Linked DNA regions of Mus musculus: region 1 is linked to region 2. Evidence: chromatin contacts called from public Hi-C data. All regions are on one chromosome and are shown on one strand. The core of a region is the stretch at or near the end of the contact, and the rest is flanking DNA. Distances in the headings are between cores, read along the strand shown. Region 1 overlaps Lpin2 (lipin 2). Region 2 holds the start of Myom1 (myomesin 1).

Region 1 (7,714 bases), core at 2,137-4,636, 230 kb after region 2:
CCCATCTGCCCCAGCATGGGCTGTAAAGTTGGGGGGAAAGCACCCTAGCAGCAGCGTCTCCTCACCTGTCCCCGCCGCAGTGAGAAAGAAGCGCTTTAAGCTGCTGTTATGACCTAGCAGAAGAACAAATGCACAGTTCATGTCTGGAGTGATGGTGAGACCTTGGTTTGAATCACAAAGAAGGCAGTGGCTTCTCAGAAGTGTAGAAGGGCAGTTGCCTGGGGTCCTGGGAGTCCTGTTCTCTGACACTGTCACCTGACTTAAGTGGCCCTTGGGGCAGATTATTTCAGAACAGGATTTTTGAAAGTCTGGGCTTCATATTTGCTGAGGAGAAAGCCTTTGGCTAGTGGCATTGACCAGTCATCTGGATTCCAACCATGTAATGCAGTCATGGAGGCCTGGGAGAGAGAGGCTCCTGAGTGCCTGTTGAGAGCCACACCTCAGCAGCAGCAGCAGCCCATCACTCTGACTCACCCTCATGCAGTTGATAGTGCAGATGAGGCCTCGTGGGGATGTGGGGTACCCCCGCACCTCCCTGGCGGCCTCAGACACTGGCCTCGTTAAGTGCTCTTGTCAAATGTTGGAGCAGATGGCACCAGGGAGAGTTATGTCCTCAGATCTGCAGAGCCTTGCCCAGCTGGGTGTGGGCAGTTACTAAGAAATCCATCTGAGTTCGAGGTCAGCCTGGTCTACAGAGTTAGTTCCAGGACAGCCAGGACTACACAGAGAAACCCTGTCTTGAAGAAAAAAGAAAAAAAGAAAAGGGGTGGCTATTTTCCAGATTGGAGAGTTGAGTGTCCTTGCCTCATTTCAGTATTGCAGTTGAATGCAGAGACCTTGGTAACAATGTTTAATTAAAGAAAAAGACCATTTGAAACATAGTTGTCCGTGGCAAGCCCTGGAGGCACGTAGTCCCAGAGAAGCAACGCAGGCTCCCGGCACTGTGCTGATGTTTCCCACAAGTGTTCCCTCTGCTCCGTGAGTTACTTGTGTTAGGTAGTAGGGAAACTTGGCTATGTTCATGTGACGTTCTCGCCAGTTAAGTGAAATAAGACTCTACTAAAGCAGCCACGGGAGATTTGAAGCCTAAGCCATCACCACCACAGTAAGAATTGTGCACTTAACCTGAGCTTGGTAGAATAGCCACGGTACAGAAAATCCTATGTTTTCTCTTAGACCTTCTGTTTTTCCTTTAGGGAGTCTTTGCCTCACTAGTCTGTTTCCTTTTCCTAACAGACATTTTCTTTGGACACACGGGCCTTTTCAGAAGGTCCAGCGTAGGCTCTGGGTCTCCTGGCCTGTGCAGAGTGATGGCTGGTCTTTCTGTCCACGTGTCTGTTAGCGCGACACTCGTCCCTGCACATTGATGAGTGGGTATTTAGGATAATGAATGTAACTCTTATTTAAAGGAGTCTCCTTGCTGAGAGTAGATGAGTACTATTACTGTAGTGTATGAAGTATTAGGTTTGTGCTGAAAATCCATTGCCATTTGTTACAAATGACATTTGTTCTTTCTGTGAAAGAGAGATGCCCTTAAGTGTGTTTGCACACAAACCCCTGGATGGCTTGTTGCAGTGTCACCTTGTCTCGATGACAGGTGATGCTGAAGAGACACTATGGCAGACCAGCCACCCAGTCCTTCCGTCAGTTGTTGCGTCAGTTCAGTCTAATTTTAGTGTTTGGTGTTGAGTGTTGAAGCTTGCACTGCTGTAGAATTGATGGCTGCTCTCCGTCAGGCTGTGTGGGGTGTACACGTGGACCTGGAGCATGCATGTGTAACCATATGATCAGTACTGCAGTTCCTGTAGTCTAACCCATCTGCATAGTCAGTTGGAAAAAGAAATGTGCTGTTGTAGTAACGTAGAACAAAAGCTGCTAAAACAATGTAGAGTGGACCAGGACCCGAGCTGAGCAGCAGGAGCCTCTGTTCCCTGCAGCCTGTGGGGCGGGTCCAGCCTTCTGAGGTGCCCTTCAAAGCCATCATCTGAGAGAAGAAACGGTTCAGGCGACATGAGCAAGTTTCTGGGAAACTTTGTTTGAGAGCATGCTAAGGTTTATTTAAAACCCCAGGAATTGCTCTTTCCAGGTGAAAAATTCTTTTTTTGACCTGAAGGCAGAGGAAAGAGTTCCCTGCTAATGATTCCATTCAGCTGATGAAGTACTTGATTATTAGAGAGCAGTGCCACTAAGCAGCTTTAAGTTGTCCGTAATCATTGTAAACATCAGTGCAGTACCTTCAATATGGTAAAGATGTTGTCTTCAGATGAATGGCTCATATTTTGGTGCAGTGTTTGATGTTCACAAAAAAATGTTACAATAATAAACTAACATAAACTGATTGCATTGGGCTCCTTCCTTCAGGGACTTTGACCGTATCAGTGCCAGAGATTGATAATTACAATTACCAGTTATACATAAACATCACTTTGGCTTTGCTGACTTGCTTGTCTAAAGGAGGGACGACCTCTTCCTGTTGCTCCCTTGCAAACCCTGGCTCCAGAAGAGAAGCTCCGCCCACAGGAACTATGTCTGCCTTGTAGATTCTGTCAAGAAGTGATTTGTCCATCCATCATTTCCCTACACTCTAGTTCCCACACCAGCCCTTCAGAGTCTCCTGGCCATGCTGCTCAGTTTTAATGCCTCACCTTTATTAAGCCTTTCCTGGGTAGCAGCAGGTAACAGTCCATCAGATTAACAGAGTACCCATGAACTTTTTGTAGCACAAGCCCACATCATATGATTGATGGCAAAAGTTAATGTGACATCATCCTCCCTCAGGTCACTGGGCAGCAGATACTACGTCTGCTGGATCGCACAGGAACCACAAGTCTTGGCAGTGGGGCTATATTTTTGTCCTAGAAAATATCTGATTCCTCTAGGCAGTTTTAAGTGCTATGAGAGGATAGAGTTTGGCAGCCCTCACCCCTGTACCTGCATGTGTACCTCCTTCCATGGTAAGATGGCACAAGAGAAGCACAGATTGTGTTTACAAAGTGGATGGGGGCCAGACACCGCCACTCTTGAGACTGTAGGCCTGGAGTTATGGTATCCACTTCCTTTCATGAAGCAGATACGTGGGAAACAAGACCAATCGTCACTGGGAATGCTGACTATATGCTAATCTGGAAATGATTTAAAATACACCTCAGGCATTCCTCCTTGCAGATCCCATTTAATAGTATTTAGTCATTTTAATGGTGCCGTTTGGTGGTGGTACGTATCAAGGGCAAATTGCTCCAGTTCTTAAAAAGCACTGCCTTTTTCTCAAGTCACCAAAGCTCCCTGATTAGAGAAGTTGTACCCTGAACCTGGTGACCCTGTGGTATGTACCAGTCACTTAGTCCTCTTAGGAGGACTACTTGAGGCCAGCATCAATTAAAAGTACTGAGTAAGTACTTAAACTCTGTTTATACCTCTGACTCACTCATGGACACATGACTAGAAGGGGTGTGGTGACTTAGGGAGGGGCCATTGCTCCAAACTCCCCTCCTCCAGACACGCTCTAGCTGTCCCTGTTTTTCATCTCCAAAAAAAGACTGGGGCTCCCATTTTAAACCCATCTCCTGCGTGGGCTGGAGTCCAGTTTGCATCCTGTTTTGTCTTCCAGTGAGCACATGCCTACTGCTGTGGCCCAGCTCACTCCGCCTTGCTTGTTGGATAGAGCGAGCTAGCTAAGTGCACCTCTGCCAGTAACGAAGTCACACACTGGATGATCAAGGTCTGTTGGATGCTCGAGAGACCTGTCTGGGAATGGGGAACACAGTGGCCGTACATCTCCGGTCGGGCCCCTGCCTTACAGCCACTGAACACTTGGCCACTTTGGCACTGAATATGGTCTTCAAAGAAGAGGGAAGGAAACGGACAGAAACATTCGTGTGAGCCAGCCGGGCTTTCCTAAAAGTACTGCTGCTCAGGGTTTTCCATGCGTCATTTCTCAGACAGCAGAGGGCACGCTGACCTTGGTAGCCAACTCCCCAGCTGTGGAAAACCGGGCAGTCCATGACCCGCCTTCCAAATATCCCATAATAACTTTGCAGACAGTCCTTGGAACCTAGTATATTTTGACTACATTAGACTCTTCTGCCAACTGGTTTAGGAGCAAGGCAAGGCTATTGAAACTGGTTTCCCTGTCTGCGCCTTCCACTAGGGACCTGGGGGAGTTGCCTTTCCCTACAGGTGCTGGCTGACAGACCTGGGTGCCTAGAGCTGTGTGCTGCTGTTGGGAAAGTGTCGTGTCAGGCCTCCCAGACCCAAATGTGCTTGTCTTCTCAAATGATCTCCGTTTCCAGCCGGCCCCCCATTTTATATGGGGGGGGGGCTTGTTGCTTAGGAACCAGAGTTTGTAGCCAGAGTTTGTAGTGCTATCTCTGCCAGTGAGCTGTGCAGTGGAGCAACAAGAAGTCAGGCTCATTAGCCTGCAACCAGCTCACCTCCCCTAACAGAGGCCCTCTTCAGCCGCAGGGCCACGGTACACCCTGACCTTCAAGGACATCTGGATGTGGTTTTCCAGCCAAAATCAAACCCCAAATGTCTAAAGCCTGGAAGCTGGCAGGTATGGGATGTTTTACATAACGACTGGGGTTAATTTACACAGTATTCTTTCAGCCATAAAAAATGCTCTAGTTTGTTCCCACCCCACCCCCGCCCCCGGTAACTCCCAATCCATAAGGCGCCAAATACAGAAAAGGAACATAGTGATTCCAACATCTTTATTGACGCTCCCTGTCTTTGCACTTATATTGTACATGTCATTTAAGGAGCCTGGCAAGTTTCATAAATAATGTCTCTCACATCCACCTTGGTAGCAGGGCCCAGGGGAACAGAGATCAGTACCAGACGGTAACAGCAACCAAGTGTGGAACAACAGCCCATGTTAAACTCTCTGGGTCCAGGCCACATAAGCACTTCAGTGTTTAAATCTTCTACGTGCAGTGTAGAGAGGCGCATCCGCTACAGTGTCTTCCAGCTGCATCAGGCCCAGGCCAGTCGGAACAGCACCAAGTAGATTCAACCCAAGAACTTCGAGCAGAGCTGGCTTATAGGCGGCACAGGAGAAGCCAGCTTCCAGCCAAGGGGACATAACGAGTCTTCTGGTTGTCCAGTGACAGAAGTAACCATGTGTCACTTCCACAGCTGTCTGGAAACGAGGGATGGCAGGCTTTTATCCTGGGGGCAGGCAGAGTGTGTGCAGCAAGCTAGATCAGTGCTCCAGTTACATAAACCAAATATATTAAAGCTTTGGAGTTTTCACAGCCTTTCTTCCCTTCCTGGTCTCCCTAGAGGTGAGAAAGGAAAGGGTACAAGAAAACACCACTGAAGGTGGAGTACATTTCATCAAAGTCTGTGTGAGCCAGTCTGCCCCCAGTCACCACAACATTGACTCCATCTCCTGCCTTCAAGTGCACAATGAGGTGGAAGGCCCCCGGGCCCCCACAGGTATGCACAGCCCCAGGGGGACGATGGTATTCCAGGAACTCTCTCCTGTACCCAGCCGTGTGCAGCTGGGCAACACTGGCGTTGGAGACAGACAGGACGGCTTCCACATAGGTGTCTCTCTCAGGGGTGAGGGTGGCTGTGATCAAGTAGCGCCCGTCGTATGGTGCGGTGAAGATCCCTACAAAAAGCCAGACACAGGTGAGCTGATCTGGTGTCTTTGACGCCCACACCCTGGCTTCAGACTACCTTGGACCCATCTCACACAAGGCCACTTGAGATTGCCACCGATTGCCCCCTGGGTTTTAGCACCCATTGACTTGGATAGGTCAAGATGCTTAGTCACCAAACCTGTAGAAGGAAGGCTGACTTGAGAGTGTACCACCTACTCACATCTCTGTTCCCAGAATGAATATCACCGCCCCCCCCCCAGTGACAGGTGCATTCTAGACAGGCTTTCTACCATGCACATAACAGCCCCAGTGTGGCCTCTCACACATGCAAACCACAGACTTGGGCCACTCTTCATTTCAGAGCCAACTGTCCTGGGCTTGTAACATCCAAAGAGTAAGACCTCCAATACCCCAGGACTAAGAGTAATTCTTGCCTAAATTTACAACAGTCCAGGAAACAGAAGCCAGCCACGGCCCTACTGGGACAGCAGCCAATTTGACCAACATTTCTGGTCTGCCATGTATGTGGCATGTGTGACCTGGAGACTTGGGACCAAGGCCCAGCCCCTGCCAAGTTACAACCTTCCTAAATCTCTTAGACAGCAGCCTTAGGAGGCCACGCTAACCCTCCTCATCTATAAAAGAATCAGCCTCTTGGGTGTAGGTCATATTCACTTGTAGCCAGAAGCCCCACTGTCTTCTAACCCCAGGGCCCATATAATCTGGAAGGCAAAGGAAGTGTCTAGAGATGGACTACCCAGGAGTGGGTAGGGGTATCAGGCCTTCATACTCAACAGCTAGATGTCACCATGAAATTAGGGTCCTGAAACAAAAGACCCATTTAAGAGTCTAGCCTTCAAGTATGCCTGGGTCCACCCTGCCCCTTCCATGCTTACTATTTAAATAGTATCCTGATTATAACTCCTAGAATCTTGTTCAGGCCCCAGTGTACTGAGCCAAGCTTCCATTCGCCTGTCTAACAGGGGCAAGCCTAGCTCAAGGGCCTCCTGGAATTTCCTTCATAGTCCCAGCCTGCTCGTAAAGATCACCAGCCTGTGTGAGTGGACAGGGGGGTCCCCACAACCAACGTAGCCAAAGGGAAAGAGTCCCCTCACTCCCAGTCAAAACCCCCAACTCTGGCCCAAACCCTTGAAGCATAGATTAGAAAGGTTGTTTGGAGCAAAGCTTGGCAGCCTGGGATACCTGGCTGCTTTCTTGGAGGTCTGCCAGTGACTTTATCAGAACCAGCGTGACTTAGCCAGAGGGGAACCAGGCTTGGAGTTGTAGAAGGAATGGCTAAAGATTACCAAGAAGATGGCCAGAACCCTCACCCTCCCTGCGAAGGCCATGCCTATATGAGAGCAATGGCTGCTAAAGGCAAGGAGGGGGGAAAAGGCTCGAACCCCACCATGAGCCTCAGAGGGTTGCCACATAGTCCAGACAGAGAATTACCCTTTAAGGGGTAGGAAAAACTCGTGTGTGACTATCAGGAGATGGTCTGGGGACAGGTGAGACACCACAAGCCAGAGGAAGGGCAAGATGGCTGTGCTGTCGGAGCTCCTAGCAGCTCCTTCCACAGTCTCCAGGGTTCCCTAGAATAGGCATGGGTGCTACAGGCACCTTCCAAAGTCCACTGTTTAATTCTGTCTCGGTATGTGAGGCCCCACACACTAACTAGCCTCAGTCCCTTCTGGAGAGAACACAGCCCCCCCCCCTTTTTTGGCTCATCATAAAAACAAGATTCTGAAGGGAGTCCCTGCCTCTGAACATTCATAGAGAAAGCATGCTTGATGGCCGCTAGGGGGCGGATGGAGGAGAGGGGGCTGGGGTGTGACGGGTCATAGCTGGCAAAAAAAAAAAAAAATAATAATAACCATTAAGAATTGAGCGGCAGTTCCAAAAGTATAGTGAGGCCATGTGCTGCCCTCCCACGCTGCAGCCCAAGAATTAGAGGTCTGGTGGCAATCCACTGCCCAGCTTAGGTTCTCCCCAGCCTCCGTGGAGCCAGACAGAATTCCACTGTAGATACTCACCAGTGTTGGGGTTGTATACATCCCCATCGTTCACCAGCACCTTATTGAAGAGAACAACGCCTCCATCGCTGGGAA
Region 2 (6,721 bases), core at 3,736-6,235:
CAGCACCATTCCATGGTTTGGGGTCCTAGACTGAGTGAAAAGGAGAGAGCCAGCTGAGTCCCAGCATGCATCTTTCTGCTCCCTGACTGTGAACACAATGCCACCCGTGGCTTCATGATCCCGAAGCCATGCTTTTCCTGCTGACATAAACCACACCGTCGACCTGCAGACCAAACCCTTCCTTCCTTCCTGAAGTTGCTTGTTTCAGGGGTTTCGGCACAGCAGTAAGAAACGTAACTAATACAGAGGGTCTGGTAAAGTTAAGGTCCCTGTGATGGAGGGAAAAACTGGAGAGAAGGAAATATAGGCAACAGAAGAGAATAGAAAGAAATGAATATTTAAATGCATGAGTGCAGCATTCCACAGACAACCAAGGCCTCCCTCTGTGAAACTGTTTGAGTTTACTGGTGGCACAGAGCCTACGGTACAGACATGGGAGTCGGCAGGAACCAAGTGGATGTTGGGACCCTGTCTTATCACATATCTGCTAGGCTGAATCACCACAGACTTTCTGTTTTCAGGACCACTGACCCAGAAATCCTTCCCTTCTGCCCAGTGTGGAGGGAGGTCGCCTGGGCAACTCGTAGCCTGCAGGGCCTGAAGGAACACTGTGTTGGCTTCGTTTTGCCAGTGCTCAGATAAATAGCTCTAATTTTAGCTCCAGATCTAGTTCAGAACTGGATCATTTAATAACTAGGTGAAACTTGGCTCCTCATAAGAATCCTAGGCCCAGTCTTCTCTCCCTCCTGTCTTCCTCATGCCCCCCTCCCCTGTTTGCAAACCACAGCCTTTAGTGGTAACACAAACATATCTGGATTATTTTCAGGGACATTAGAGATTAAAAACATTAATAAAGCAACCCCCCCCAAAAAAACCCAAAACATACCAATGAAGGGGCATTTCAGAGGTGAGTTGTCACTCCAAGCAGTTGCCTTTTTTAGAACAAAGTGTTCCAGATCAGTTTATGAGTGAAGACAGAGCAGAAACACACACACACACATCAATCTAGAGACACTATTAGAGAACAAAGTAGGTTCAGAGCTTTAGAGGTGAATTGGTTCTTGAAGTCATTCAATAAACAGTAAGATTTGATGCCAGATACCTCAGATACCTGAGACCCCACCTCTGAACACACATACACACAGACTCACCACACACACACACACATATATACACAGACACATCACATATGCACATACACACATGTTCACACAATACATATACACACACGTTCACACACATACACATACTCATTATAGACATACAAATACACACATAAACACTCATCACACACATACACATGTTCACACACATATACACACATTCATATACATCATACACACACAGACTTACCACACACACATTACACACTCACCACACACATACACACATGTTCACACACATACATATACACACATACACTCATCACATACACACATTCATCACATATACTACACACATACACACACACACACACACACACACACACACACACACAGAGCAACTGTAAGCTAGAGAGGATACAAGCTAGTTACCATACAAAATATAGGTAACTCCAGCTGCAGCCTTCAAAAGGACTCTTGGAACTATTCAGCTAAGATTTTTCTTATGCTTAAAGAATCTTCATTAGAGAGAGAAGGACATTTCTAACCACAGGGCACATTTCTGTCTCGATCACAGTTTCTTCCCTTAGCATAACATTAGATTTCCCTTTAGTCCTGCCTTGTAAAGGTGAGGGGTTCTTTCAGGTTTACTCTTATGAAGCTCTAACCAGGATGCTTATTTCACCTGTTCCGTCATGATGTAACTGTCCCTAGGGACTTCCCATCCTGCTGAGCTGTGCTCGGCGTGCTGGGTACCACCGTGCTGCTGCCCATTGATAGGCTGTCTAGAAATGCTTCATGAACCAAACTGAGCAGATGCAGATCTTTCTTTCTTCATGTGGTTGATATGTGAGATTTAGTTGTGAATTAAAGCTGGCAGACTAAGGGAAGGCATTAATAATTTTAGGTGGAACTTAGTCCTTATTCGTTTTCTTTACTTTTCGTCCCGGAACGATGCTTCTTTCATCCCTCACCCCCATACATAGAGTAACGATCTGATACAATTACTCTGTGTCCTTCTCTAAAATGAAACTGAGCAGGCAGAGTTCTAGGGGCTAGATGCAACTCGTACATTTATCTTGTCTTTTAGTTCATCATTATCTTATACTCAGAAAACACTTACATTTTTCTAATCAGCTTAAAGAGAAAAATGTATATCTACCTTAAAACCAGTCATTCCTTCAAGGAAAGAAACTATCTAGAATTCTCTTTTAGGGTACAGAGGACTGGAATTATAGAATTAGGTATTTTTATAGATAGTGTGATCACAATAAGCAGCAGAAAATAAACTTAAGAAAATCTCTTGGAACTATGCAAGGGAAATCTATTAACTAGAATTCTTTTTTTTTAACTTTTTATTGATTCTTTGTGAGTTTCACATCATGCACCCCAGGCCCTCTCATCTCCCCACCCCCTCATGTCTGCCCTTTGCCCTTGCAACCTCCCCCGTAACACACACACACACACACACACACACACACACACACACCGACGCCACCGCCACCAAACAACAACAATAACAACAACAACCAAACAAAGCATAGAAAACATCTCATGGTGGAAGCTGTAGTGTGTCCCACAGTAAGTCCCTCTGCCTACACATCTTTACTTGCAAATGTTCATTGCAATGAGTCCTTTATCTGATTCCAGATCTCTGGCTTCCAAGACACCATCAATGCTGGACCCTCATCAGGACTCCTCTTGGTTATCCTGTTATTGTCCTGTGTCATGGAGATCTGCAGCTTTGGAACAGCAGGACTGGAAGCCCTTTCATGTGTCCCAACTGTTCACAGATGATGGAGATTTGGGGGTGGACCAGTTCAGAGCCCTGGATCTGGGCCCCAGTGGTTGCTGAGCTGGTCAGTGCGATGGCTCTCCCTTATCCATACTGCTTCAGCTGGGCCACCCAGTGCCACCATTGGCAGAAGGCAGGGTCAACCCTCCTGCTCTCATGCCCCTGGGACTGGCTAACCTGCACCCACACCTCCAGAGCCAGCTCCACTGTGATACCCAGTCCTGGTTCAGTGCCCATTACCCCACATGCTGCAGCCTGTGAGTGGGAGGGTCAGCTCTCCCATACTCATACCCTGAGGCTAGTTCACCCATACCCCTGCCACCAGCTGCACTGTGCTACCTGGGTCAGACATACAGACTGCTCTCCCAAGTGCTGCTGCTGGTGAGAGATGGGGCCAACTCTCCATCACTGAAACTAGTGAGGGGCAGGGCTAGGATATCTACCTGGTCCCACTTGGGATATTCACGTGGTCCCAGGTCGCTGCCCCAACAGGGGAGATCCCATGTTCGCTAGAGATAATATGAGTCATAGACTTTGACACCAATGCCCTGCTGCTGCATAGCCATGAACTGAGATGTGGTCCTCAGTGGCAGCTCTGACTGGGACCTCACCAAGGTCTCAGGGGATGAGGCTAGCCACTCACATGAAGCTACTCCTCCTGAACGTTCAGTCTCCAGTCCCATCTCTTTGCAATGCCCAAGCTGCTCTGTTTCTCTTTCTCTCACATCTGACCACCACACACTCACACATTGTGGTGGCTCCAACTGCAGGTTTGGTCATGCAGCTGGAAGGCCCCTGGGTGACATCCTCCATCTTGTGCTAACATGGCAGTACGCAGTGTGTCTCTGGTCTGCCTGCCTGTGCCATGTGCTGGAGGGTGGGTCTATCTGTCTTCTTTCTCCTGCGCTGTGCTGCCTGCATTTGAGTTGACTTGATTTTTTGAGTCCTAGGCATACAACAGCTCTGGCCACCAAGCCAGGTATCAAGCTAGAATGAACAAAGGACTGCCATCTGCTCTGGCCCTGACCGAATACCACCACCAAGGTGTCTTTTTGTCTATTGCAAGGGGGTCTAAGTAGAATTCTTGAAGCAAATAGTTTCTGAAGTTTATAGATTATAATGGATTACTTTCTGTTTATTGTTAGTGTGTTTACTGTGTGTGTTTATAAAAGAGGGAGGGAGGGAGGGAGGGAGGAAAGGACGGAGGGAGGGATGGAGGGACGGAGGGACAGAGGGAGAGAGAGAAAGAGCCACCAGCTTAGCTGAGATCCTCCTGCCTCTGTCTGTCATCTTGCTGTAGGACTCATGGAATTACCGTTTCTATGGAGTTCTGGAATTACAGATGTGCACCACTGCTGCAGGTTCTTTTCACGAGGATTTTGGGATGGAGCCCATGTGTCAGGCTGGGCCACTTCTTCATTACACCATTGGTTGGAAGCAAAGAATCAGGTAGTTAGGCTGAGCCTGCTCTTGAGTGTGGAAGGATAAGATAACGAATTCCTTTTCCTAATTTTTCTTTTCCTTTTTCTAATGAATGAGGAATTGGACAATTGCACCTGATGCTAAGATTCACTTTTCCTAAACAGAGAGGGACAGCGAGTGTCCCAAAGCCTCCGCACTAACCTTTAGTTAGCCCCAGCTTTCTCTCCCATGTTGTCTTTCAACGCTGTGCTCCATGTGTCACAAACAGCGCACACAAAGCCGCGTCTTGGCGTTAAGATTCCATGAGGTCCATTTTGAGGATCGGATTCCTACACCTGTTTTTAGCTCTGAACACAAGCCCTGTATGTTTAAATACAAAGCAGTAAAGATATATCGGACACAGTCCGTAGAATCCTCTATTTAAGTCGGTCCTCCATTTGGTTTAATCAGGCCGTACTCATTGAGCCATTAACCTAATCCTACTGCTCCTGCAGCTTCCTGCCATGCTCTTCTCTGGGTTTGGGACTCCCCTCCCCATGTGCTGCTATATTTATCTGCCTTCCTGGCCATAAAAGGCTGGCTGTGGGGCCCTGACATTCTGCTGCCTGACCACATGCATTATTTTTGAACTGGCCCCCAGAATCCAGCCTCTAGCCCTGCCTCTTAACTTTTTCTTGGATTCAACCTAGGTGGGCCCTCATTCTCTCCTGCTCCTCGACTGCGGCAGGGCAGTGGGCCGTAACCCCCACCCCAGAAACCGGTAAGTGACATGGAGGTGGCAAATGTACTCAGGAGTTTCAGTCTGCCTTCTCGCCTCAGCAGGGGAGTGACAGGAGCTCCTGGAAGGGGAGACGGGAGCAGTAAGGTACCTGCCTGGGCTGGTGGCTGTTTTTGCCGTATTCTTTTGAAAACAAGAATATGCCTCTGTTTCTGGAACTGCAAGCTCACATTTGTCTCATATCCAATGCAAGTATTTTCTCAGGGAAAGGAGCAGTGAAGTATTTACAGAGCTCCTTGAGTGCAAATTAAGCTAGAAGGATACAAATTCTCTTCAGAGCCACTAATTCATGATCCGGTGACATAGCTCCAAGGGAAGAGAGGGATGGGGGAGGGAAGAAGCGAGAGGATGAACTCTGCCATGAGAGAGCAGTGTGGACGACCTCTCTCTCAGGAGCATTGTGATATTTCTGACTTGAAAATGACTGGGTAACACAGAGGTGGCAGACCTGGCACCGTGACCCTGGAGCGATTGCCTTCTGTAATTAATTTCCATCAGCTTTTGGCCTCTGCTGCCCGCATCAGAATATTACAGCACGGTTACAATTTTGGAGGTAGTATTTCTTCTTAACCGTCGAGATTATTTTTAGAAATAAAAGTTAGTTTTCAGAAGCACAGAAGACAAAAAAATAAAAAAGTCTTTATTTCTAACAAATCCTGGCAGTTGTGTGTTGGGCTAAGCCTGGCTCACTGGCTGGTTATACTTTGGTCACTGCTATACTTTGGTTCAGCACTGGTGGCTTAACCAATGTACTAAGTAGTAGATGTTAATCACGTAAGTATTCTTGGGACAGATAATGAAGAATGGAAAATGGAGTTGGGACAAGACACTTAAACCATCTGTTTTGTGAGAATGATAGCATTTTGAACCATCTGGGTAGCAATGTTAGTTTATAATATAACACAGCAAAGGAGCTTTTATTATTTGTAAGTCACTTTGATGACATCATTACAGAGACTTACCTAACACTTCATAATACAGTGTATTCTAACCCTTTTATACTATAAACGCCACCCAAAAGTTATCCATTAAGTATAGTTCTGCATATTTAGTAACAGAAAAGGCAATCTATTTAAGGATTTAAGGAAGCACAGTTGCTTGCTGGTAGCTATTTTTTTTTTCTCTCTCTTAGAAAATGTCATGTAGACTGGTATTTCCCATGAGACTTCAGATACATATTTCAGGAGTGAAGTTTGTTGGCTTTTCTTCTCTAAAGAGAACACACTGACTTTTTAAGCAGCTTAAATAAAACTTAGTTTTAAATATGACAAAAATTTAAAAGGATTTACTCCTCAGTTAGGAATTTTAAGCAAAACAAGGTTAGGAAAAGAAAAACCTTTGCTTGAAAACAATTTTGTTATATAGTTTTGAAAATAATAATATTATACATGGGAGGTTTTTTTAAAAAACCTAGGAGAGGTGTCTATAAAATTATGACTTGCTCCAGTTTGCCATGTGGCTGGTAGTCTTTCGGTGAACACATGATTTACACATGAAGTAAATGCAAGGCCTCCGTAAGCAAAGGCACTTCCTGCTAAGCCTGGTGGCCTGAATTCTGTCCCCTGAGCCCTCACGGAAGGAGAGAACGGGTGCTGAGAAGTTGTCCTCTGTGCTCCGTGTACA

What was found. A called contact is a pair of places that touch in the nucleus more often than the background predicts.
Region 1: a Hi-C map of bone marrow-derived macrophages shows a contact between it and region 2, with 18 read pairs. The contact joins the enhancer-like site here to the promoter of Myom1 in region 2. A contact is called at or near these places in 12 of 39 promoter capture datasets (the C10 cell line, the HPC-7 cell line, cranial neural crest and 9 more), 1 of 15 datasets of contacts at CTCF or cohesin (large pre-B cells), 2 of 484 Hi-C or Micro-C datasets (bone marrow-derived macrophages and embryonic fibroblasts), 1 of 115 datasets of contacts at active chromatin or transcription factors (the HPC-7 cell line) and 5 of 9 other capture datasets (adipose tissue, embryonic stem cells, liver and 2 more).

Annotation. Positions count from the first base shown.
Region 1 is chr17:71,247,480-71,255,193 of GRCm38.p6, forward strand. It overlaps Lpin2 (lipin 2), which reads left to right. Exons shown (of 20, transcript NM_001357791.1): 20 at 1-2,339. It overlaps Emilin2 (elastin microfibril interfacer 2), which reads right to left. Exons shown (of 8, transcript NM_145158.4): 7 at 7,640-7,714; 8 at 4,693-5,614. The coding sequence ends at 5,277. Among named protein-coding and RNA genes, the nearest start is that of Emilin2, 60 kb to the right of the region's middle. Within about 2 kb of position 3,387, at least 104 of the 459 cell types and tissues checked have an H3K27ac peak or open chromatin away from gene starts, as enhancers often do. A contact at or near this core is called in the HPC-7 cell line, adipose tissue, bone marrow-derived macrophages and 2 more, where this site is marked.
Region 2 is chr17:71,014,572-71,021,292 of GRCm38.p6, forward strand. Myom1 (myomesin 1) reads left to right here and starts at 4,986. Exons shown (of 37, transcript NM_001083934.1): 1 at 4,986-5,080.